Linked DNA regions of Mus musculus: region 1 is linked to region 2. Evidence: chromatin contacts called from public HiChIP or PLAC-seq data. All regions are on one chromosome and are shown on one strand. The core of a region is the stretch at or near the end of the contact, and the rest is flanking DNA. Distances in the headings are between cores, read along the strand shown.

Region 1 (4,517 bases), core at 943-3,442, 54 kb after region 2:
AAGTTGAGGCAGACCAGCTAGGGATAGATACATAGTGCAACCCTATCTCAAACAAAATCCTCACACCAAATCTACAATTTCTATTACACTTGAAAGAACTTTTAACTCAAGATTTAAGAAACTTTTCATTAATTGATTGCTTGCATGGAGTCGTCACAATGGCTCAGTGGGTACAGTGCCTAGTGCCTGCCAACAAGCCTGCTGACCTAAGTGTGATCCCCTCACTGGAGAGAGAACCCACCCTACAAGCTGTCCTCTGACTTCCACATCAACATGGTGGTACCCCTCCCTCCATGTCATTTTAAAAATGGCTTGTAGATTTATATTGGCTGCCCAGACTGTCAACATTTGGGACTGAACTGCTCTAGGTCTCACGAAGGAGGTCTATGTTACGGCAAGGTACTTGGCTTCTCTGGACCTGTCTTTTCATTGGTGTGAATGTTAGAGACAGGCAAGATGGCATGTATGTAAGACCTTACATAAAGTAAATGTATGGAAAGCGTCTACAAATCCCTTACTAGCTGGACTTAAGGCTGGAGAAGTGGCTCTGTGATCACTGCTCTTGCAGGGGACCCCAGCTTAGGTCCCAACACATATACCTAGTGGCTCACAACCACCTATAATTCTAGTCCCAGGATATCTGACACCCTCTTCTAACCTCCTTTGGGCACATATGGTGCACAGACATACATGCAGGTGAGATACACATTTTAAAGTAGCTACTAATATTTTTCTAATAGAGCACTAACCACTCTATAAGCCACACTTTTGCCCTAAGATTCTTCAGGTCTTCATGTTATGTGCTGCTATGTATCTTTCGCGCTCCCACTTAAACTTTCTCCACTTTTCTATAGTAATTCCAGAAACTCGCTTTATGCAGTCCTGAATCTCTTTTCAGACATATGGGGTACACAACCTGTTTTTAATATCCAAGCTTCCAAAGAAAAATTGACCTGCTGGATAGCAGAACTAAGTGTATTAGATCGAGGGCCTAGAAATGTAACATAGCTTAAAAAGGAAATGCTTTTTGACAACCTACAATGACAAATAGGATCTGTCAGCTTCCTATCGATGGACATTTTGAAGCTGAGCACCTCCAGCCCACATTTATATAGGGTTAACTATGTCAGGCTCAATGAACTGCCTTGCATAATTTTATTTATTTATTTATTTTTGGTTTTTCGAGACAAGGTTTCTCTGCATAGCTCTGGCTGTCCTGGAACTCACTCTGTAGACCAGGCTGGCCTTGAACTCAGAAACCCGCCTGCCTCTGCCTCCCAAGTGCTGGGATTAAAGGCGTGCGCCACCACCGCCCGGATGCATACATTTTTTAGTTTGTTTGAATGTCTCATGTAGCTCAGGCTGTCCATGAATTCAATACTCAGACTAGGATGATGACTCTGTGACTCGAATACTGGGATCACAAGTGTCAATAAGACTGGCTGAATGTTTATTATTTAAACAACAGCCTATGAGGGAGTAGTGGACTCCTAGCTTCCAATTCTTGGAAACTTACTAGCTGTGTTCTTGGACAAGTCACTTCACTTCGACTTCCTCGTCTGTAAAATAATGACGCTACCTACCTAGATGGCTGCTGTGAAGTTTAAGTGGATTAACAAGGCAATCAGGAGAGAGCCCTGTACACTACGCTTGGGTCATGACGATAGCGTCCTGGCAGATACAATGACGCGCCCGTCCCCATCAGGCCAGCCGCACCTGCAGCTCTGCTGGAAGCGGGGCAGACGGTCGAGCAGGCGCCCGAGGGACGCCTCCACGTCGCCGAAGAGCCGGTGGATGCGCTCGGTGCACTCGGCCCCGCGAATGAACGTCTTGTAGTTGGCGAAAGCCAGGTCGCGCGTCTGCTGCAGCCGCTGGGCCCGCTCTTCCGCCAAGCGCTCGGGTTCGCGCCGCAGCCGGTCCAGCCCGGAGCCGCTCAGCTCCCGGAGGTAGCGGCCCACGTCGGGCTTCTCACGCCACTGAGCTTCGGGGAAGCGGTCCCGGAATAGCGACGCCAGGAGGCCCTCATCTTCCACCTCCCCCAGCGCGACGGCCGTGGCTGTCGTCGTGGCCGAAGCGGTCGTGGAGGGCTGGAGAGGGAGAGCGGCCGCCATCTCTCAAGCACGGTACCGTCACTTCCTCTTCAGAGCCGGTTTCGCTCCTGGGAAACGGAAACGATTGGGGGAAACATTTCCCGTCTCTATGGTTTCTCATCTAGCCGGCTTTCGGTCCCCGGAAGTCCGCCACGGTAGGCGGCGGCTGCGCAAAGATCACGGAGAATTAGGCTAGAGAGACACGCGTTCGTGGACCCCAGGAAGTGGGCGGGTGGGAAAGTGACTTCCGCTTCCGGCTCTCCAGGCACGAGGATTCCCGGGAGCCAAGCAAGCGGCAAGATGAGGCCCTTGACTGAAGAAGAGACCCGGGTCATGTTTGAGAAGATCGCGAAGTAGTAAGAACTGGAGAGGCGGATGAGGGACGGGCGTGCGGGGAGTGGGGATGCGGCTCCGGGGCGGGACGGTCCCGGCTCAGACGCTGGTCTTGTTGCCCTCAGCATCGGAGAGAACCTTCAACTCCTAGTGGACAGACCCGACGGCACGTACTGTTTCCGGCTGCACAACGACCGAGTGTACTATGTGAGGTGAGGTGGGGCGTGCTGCCCACTGCGTGGCGGGCTGGAGGCGTGCATCCATCCCTGGTCGTCACCGGGTACCTTCCTCCCGCGCCCCTGTAGTGAGATGATGCTGAAGCTGGCCGCCAACATCTCCGGAGACAAGCTCGTGTCGCTGGGGACGTGTTTTGGGAAGTTTACCAAGACCCACAAGTTCCGCTTGCACGTGACAGCTCTGGATTACCTGGCCCCCTATGCCAAGGTACGTTGTGGGGGCCTGGTCTCCAGGTTGCCATCCGGGATGAAGTCCCGGGTGACGGCGGCCAGGTCAGAGCACAGATTCTTTCCAACGAGTTTCTGGACAGCGTCAGCCTAAGAAGTTGTTTGTCGATATTGCTGCTTGGACACGTTTAGGAAGGGTTATGGCCATGGAGCTGCATAGCCTAGTTGTCTACAGGAAAACAGGCCTCCACCGTGTCAGCTGGATCTCAGAAAGCAGAGACGAAGACACAAGTGCCAGTGGTGAGGGTGATCCTAGGGTCCAAGGGGAAAAAAAAAGGAAATTGCTGATTATGTGAGCATTTCGATGTAAGGTTGAATTTCGATGTTAGGTTGAGGAAGGAACTCCATGGTGAAAGATCAAAAATTGGGGTATCCCAGCACTTGGGAGGCAGAGACAGGCGGACTTCTGAGTTCGAGGACAGCCAGGGCTACACAGAGAAACACTGTCTCAAAAAAAAACAAAAAACCCACAAACAAACAAAAACAAAAAAGTGGGGGGGGGGTCCAAACAACTTAAAGGTTCCCCACCTCTCCTTAAACTCGGAAGCAGCTGCTAATCCGCATTTAGGGATATAGCCCAACATCCTTGTGTCTTGGCTTTTAACTCTCTTTCAGTATAAAGTGTGGGTAAAGCCGGGAGCAGAGCAGTCCTTCTTGTATGGAAACCATGTGTTGAAATCCGGTCTGGGTCGAATTACTGAGAACACATCTCAGTACCAGGGAGTGGTTGTCTATTCCATGGCGGACATTCCTCTGGTGAGTAGCCACGGTAGCCATCCATCACGGCAAATGCCAGGTACCCACTGGAAAGGATGAAGTTTCAGTCAGCAGCTCGGAGACTGACTTCTTGGCTCCTTTCACAGTTCTCAAAGATACAGCTGTTTCAATATAGTTTTTGTTTTGTTTTGTTTCCTTATAAATGAATGTCTGTTCTTTCAATTCCAGGGTTTTGGGGTGGCAGCAAAGTCTACCCAAGACTGCCGAAAAGTGGACCCCATGGCAATTGTGGTGTTCCACCAAGCAGACATTGGGGAGTACGTACGCCATGAAGAGACACTGACTTAGGACGGTCATTCCAAGAACATTTTGCTGTGTGAGAGGACTTAGCTTTGTTTCCTGTGTGCGGCCATCAGATTAAATCTGGACAACACTGAGATACGCAACTTGGGTTCTTATCAACAGAAATGGCGTGAAAACAGGGTCTCTGGCCCTCTAGAGTCAAAAGCAGGTGGATCACAAGTATAAGGCCAGCTCAGGCTACTTGGAGAGTTCAAGGCTAGCCTGGGCTACATAGTGAGCCTTGTCTCAAAAATCTAAAACAGACAAACCAGAACCTGAGAGTGTTTTGTGTGAGTAAATAGAGTGTTTCTGTTTTGTGTCTGCGTCGTCTTTGTTTGGATCAGAAGACTTGCTCTGAGTGATGGTTTCTAAGTTACTTCACTGAGGACAGGAGCCATCTTACTGTTATCTGTGATAACACTGTTTTCCAGGCTCATGATAGCACAGTGGACTTTCTATTGTGTGTTAATGTTAAAGGTAGAAACGGCCATATGAGCCTCTGGTTTTACATATGGAATTTAATAAATTTTAATGGTTTTATATTTGTTATTTCATATGTGTGAGTGTTTTG
Region 2 (4,574 bases), core at 295-2,794:
ATCAAAATATCATAATTTGGGGCTGGAGAGATGACTCAGTGGTTAAGAGCACCGACTGCTCTTCCAGAGGTTCCTGAGTTCAATTCCCAGCAACCACATGTTGGCTCACAACCATCTGTAATGAGGTCTGGTGTCCTCTTCTGGTGTGTCTGAAGAGAGCAATGGTGGTGTACTCATATGCATAAAATAAATAAATAAATCTTTTAAAAAATATCATAATTTGGCTTTGAAATGCATTCATCCAAAAACTGTTGAAGGTAATGATCACCTTAGCTTTCTGTTCTATTTGTGGTCCTAGGTTGGTTCATTCAGGTTCTGGATGTCGGTCACCCTCCCTTGGATCTGACCTGACCTTTGCTACCAGGACAGGCTCTCGGCAGGGCATTGAGATGCATCTCTTCAGGGTTGAAACTCATCGGGATTTGTCGACCTGGACCAGAATACTTGTTCAGGGCTGCCATGCTGCTGCTGAGCTGATCAAGGAAGTCTCCCTAGGTAGAGATACTTTTGTTTGGCCTTCCTATCTATCTCTCTCTCTCTTTTTCTTTTTCCCCTCCCTTCTTCCCTCCCTCTCCCTCTCCCTCTCCCTCTCCCTCTCCCTCTCCCTCTCCCTCTCTCTCTCTCTCTCTCTCTCTCTCTCTCTCTCTCTCTCTCTCCCCCTCCCTCCCTCCCTCCTTCCTAACTTCCTTCCTTCCTGCTTGTTTTTGACAGGGTCTCACACAGCCCAGCCTGGCACTCTTGATCCCCTGCCTCACCTCCCCAGTGCTGGGGTCACAGGTGTGCACTCTCATTCCTGGTCCTGGATTCTAACCATAATTATTAGTTTTTTCAAGCCTTATCTTTATCAGTGTGTGCACATTTCCTTGTGTGTACATACATGCCATGAGTGTGCAGGTGCCCCATGAGACCAGAAAAGGGCAGACAGTGAAACAGAATTTGCTTTTGTGGGTGCTGAGAATCAAATTGGAATCCTTTAGAAAACCAAAGGATGAACCTTTAAAAGCTAAACCATCTCTCCTGCCCTCTAATAGTAATTAGGTGAAGTTACTCAGCTGTAAAGTAAAACCATTGTTTTGCATACTGATTGTAAGCTATTAAAACACGGTAGCTGAAGTGGTGGTGGAGGAAAGAAATCTGTTATCTGTCTAAGTACCAGACCTTTCCCATGCCTGCCATGTAGCACTGACCACCATACTACCACGTGGCTTTTTCACTGTGTATCATTGTAATCTACATTTAATAGTGTAAGAACCCAGGCAATAAGAATTAGATGCACTGACTACAGTTAAGAAGATTTGGCACTTAAGGCCATCCATACGCCCTCAAATACAAGTATCTGGCAGTTTGTGGCTGTGGAAAATAACGTGTATGGAGTAGGAGTTTCTCTTCAAAAGCTTGAAAATGTCTGTCCAACATTCAGGAGTTGGTTGCCTCATTTCCACTCTGGGCGCTCCCTCTAGTGGCGAGTCCCTGCTGGTTGCTTTGTTCCACAGTGGATGTGCCCCTGGTGGCAGACATTATGAACTTGGTGTTTCATATACACTCTGTAAACATACAGGTATTCCAGTTTGCCCTTCCGTTTCATGAAACAAGGGTCAGTGTGGCTTATATACAGGCAGTGCCTTAAGCCCCTCCTTCCCTCTCCAGATGACTCATACTCCTGACCGGATTAAATACCTGAAGGACAGACAGTATCAGTCCCCTTCATTCATTAAATCAACAAATATTTGCTGAGCACTATTTAGCAAGAGCTAGGCTTTATAATGATAGAGATAAAGTAAATAAGATCTACTCCCTGTCCCTGACCAGAGAGATGTGAGGAGAGGACAGACGCCATCCTGTTGTTCTCTGTAGTTAGTTTGTGGAGAGACTAATAAGGCGTTTTTTTCTTACACCATTGACCAGGGATGCTACCCCAGCCGTTCATAATTTGTTGTTTTTAAAAGTTTCTACTTACCAGTGAGCATAAATTCCTGGTGTTTTCCTCTAGTAATATAATAGTCACCTTAGTTGTCAATTTCTGGGGCCTACTCCCTTCGAAGTTGTCCTATAATGCTCAAAAAGCCTGAGTCAATCAGAGTGTCTGTCTGTCTGTCTCTCTCTCTCTCTCTCTCTCTCCCTACCCCCACCCCATGTGATGTGTGTGTGTGTGTGTGTATGTGTGTGTGTCTCCCCTCCCTCCTTTCCTCCCCCTCTTGCTTTGATCTGTCTCCTGCTGTGCTATAGGGTCAGGTCAAAGGACTCTCCAGAAACATTGAAACCACTTAAAACTACAAAACTAAACAACTGATCCCAGTAGCAGGATTTGTAGAAAACATTATTAGGAGGTCTCTCAACACCAGTCTTTGATTTTAAGAAATACAGACTGGGAGATGGGAAGCAGAGCTCAGTATCGCCATGGAGAGGCCTGGGATTCGGGCTTCAGCACTACAGAAAGAATAAACAAACAGGCATGGGCTGGGAAGGTGAATGCTTGCCACACAACATGAAGGCCCAAGTTCAGTTACCAGAACCCATGTAGACATCCAGCTGCACTGGCTCGTGTGTGTACGTCCCATGTAGACATCCAGCTGCACTGGCTCGTGTGTGTACGTCCCATGTAGACATCCAGCTGCACTGGCTCGTGTGTGTACTTCCCATGTAGACATCCAGCTGCACTGGCTCGTGTGTGTACTTCCAGGGCTGGGCAGGTCAAGGCAGGGATCCCTAGGACTCACTGGCCAGCCAGTCTAGCCAAATAGGTGAGCCCAGACCAAGGAGAGACCTTGTTTCCAAAACATAAGGTGGATAGCACCTGGGGAGGACCAATTCATAAGGTCTCTACACACAGGTACCTGTGCATGCACACAAAAATACAAGATAGGTAATATGTAATATGATTGACATTCATTTCAGTGTAACCCCGATTGACTCCTGGCTTTAGTATGTTATCTTAGAGTGTCTTTCTATTCTGTAATGTCCTGTGATGTGAAAAAGCCAATGTTCCCTTCCACTTATGAGTGTAAGACATAGGAACCAGAGCAGTGGAATGAAAACCAGATTTGTGGGGATGGTGAGTGTCATGGAAGCAAAAGAAAGAGGTATCAGAGGAATGGTGGTACTGTCGGCCGGTGTGCATTAGACAGACGTTAGCAGTGCTTTGTGAAGCTTACCAAAACTAAATTGTTTTAATTTTCTAGCTAACATAATATTGATTTCATTATGTCTGTGCACCACATGAATGCAGTGCCCATGGAGGCCAGAAGAGGGGTTGGATCACTTGGGACTGGAGTCCTGTGGGCCCTGAGATGGACCCCCTCCAGTCACCATGACATTTTCATGCACACACATCCCTGTTCATCCGCCATCACTGTCTCATCCCACACTGTTCCTCTTCTCTCCCCATCGTCCCTGTCTTAGTGTTACTATTGCTGTGATGAGACGTCATGACCAAAACAACTTGGGGAAGAAGGGATTACACTCACGGGTCCATAGAACAGTTTATCACTGAGACCAGTGAAGGCAGGCACTCATGCAGGGCAGGAACCTGGAGCAGGAGCTGATGCAGAGGGCATGGAAGAAGATGCTAATGGGCTCACTCTCCGTGGCTTGTTTAGCCTGCTTTTTTATGACGTCCAGGACTACCAGCCCAACAGTGGCCCCTCCCCCAGCAATCACTAGTTAAGAAAATGCTTGTCTAGGTTTGATCTTATGCAGACATTTTCTCAATTGAGACTCCTTCCTTTCTGATGACTAATTTGTATCAAGTTGACATAAAACTAGCCATCACAGTCCCTCTTCTGGTTTACAGTGTTTTTAATTTATTATTTGTATTGGCTGTGTGTATGTATAGGTCTATGGAAGTCATAGGTCAACCAGGATTGTGTTCCTCAATAGCTACCCACTTTGATCTACTTTTAATTTTTGTTACATTTATGTTTGTGTATGGCATGCATGGGGGTCACATGCAGGGGCTGGTTCTCCCCTTCCTTGTGGGTGCCAGGGCTCAAGTCTTCAGGCTTGGCAGCAAATCCTCCTAACTGCTGAGAGGTCTTGGTGGCTCATTTGCTTTGGAGATACAAGCTGTCAGTGCATTGTGGGGGCCCATCTATTAGGCTCTGCTGGCTGGGCATCAAGGCCTAAGAATCTGCCTCTCCCCCTCCCCAGCACTGAGATTACAAATGTGTAGCACCACACCTGGCTTTGGAGGGGGCTGGGGGAAGGGAGTTAGGTTTTGTGCTATTGTCTTTTGGTTTAGGTTTTTTTTGTTGTTTTGTTTTTGGTTTTGTTGTTGTTGTTGTTTTCAAGACACAGTTTCTCTGTGTAGACCAGGCTGGCCTCAGAGACTCACCTGCCTCTGCCTCAGAAGTCCTGGGACTAAAGGTGTGTGTGCTCCACCACGCCCAGCCCACACCTGGTGTTTTGTGTGGGAGCTGGGATGTAAAGCAGGTGCCCATGCCTCTTACCAACTTTGCCATCTCCCTGGCCCACGACATCTTTTTTTGTTGTTGTTTTTTAAAACTAAAATTGTTTCATTTTGTTTTCTGAGATAGGTTTTTCCTAGCCAGTGATGCAAATAGAGACAGGGTACATAA

Evidence for each region. HiChIP or PLAC-seq counts read pairs in DNA pulled down with a chosen protein or histone mark.
Region 1: an H3K27ac HiChIP or PLAC-seq map of embryonic stem cells shows a contact between it and region 2, with 10 read pairs. The contact joins the promoter of Cog8 here to the enhancer-like site in region 2. A contact is called at or near these places in 2 of 39 promoter capture datasets (embryonic stem cells and macrophages), 2 of 115 datasets of contacts at active chromatin or transcription factors (the SCID.adh cell line and embryonic stem cells) and 3 of 9 other capture datasets (adipose tissue, liver and pancreatic islet).

Annotation. Positions count from the first base shown.
Region 1 is chr8:107,054,545-107,059,061 of GRCm38.p6, forward strand. Cog8 (component of oligomeric golgi complex 8) reads right to left here and starts at 2,193. Exons shown (of 5, transcript NM_139229.4): 1 at 1,717-2,193. The coding sequence starts at 2,111. It overlaps Nip7 (NIP7, nucleolar pre-rRNA processing protein), which reads left to right and starts at 2,333. Exons shown (of 5, transcript NM_025391.2): 1 at 2,333-2,446; 2 at 2,549-2,635; 3 at 2,729-2,867; 4 at 3,503-3,643; 5 at 3,833-4,517. The coding sequence starts at 2,391. The coding sequence ends at 3,952.
Region 2 is chr8:107,001,212-107,005,785 of GRCm38.p6, forward strand. Sntb2 (syntrophin, basic 2) reads left to right here. Exons shown (of 7, transcript NM_009229.5): 5 at 299-495. Among named protein-coding and RNA genes, the nearest start is that of Gm22085, 6.1 kb to the right of the region's middle. Within about 2 kb of position 1,545, at least 41 of the 459 cell types and tissues checked have an H3K27ac peak or open chromatin away from gene starts, as enhancers often do. A contact at or near this core is called in embryonic stem cells, where this site is marked.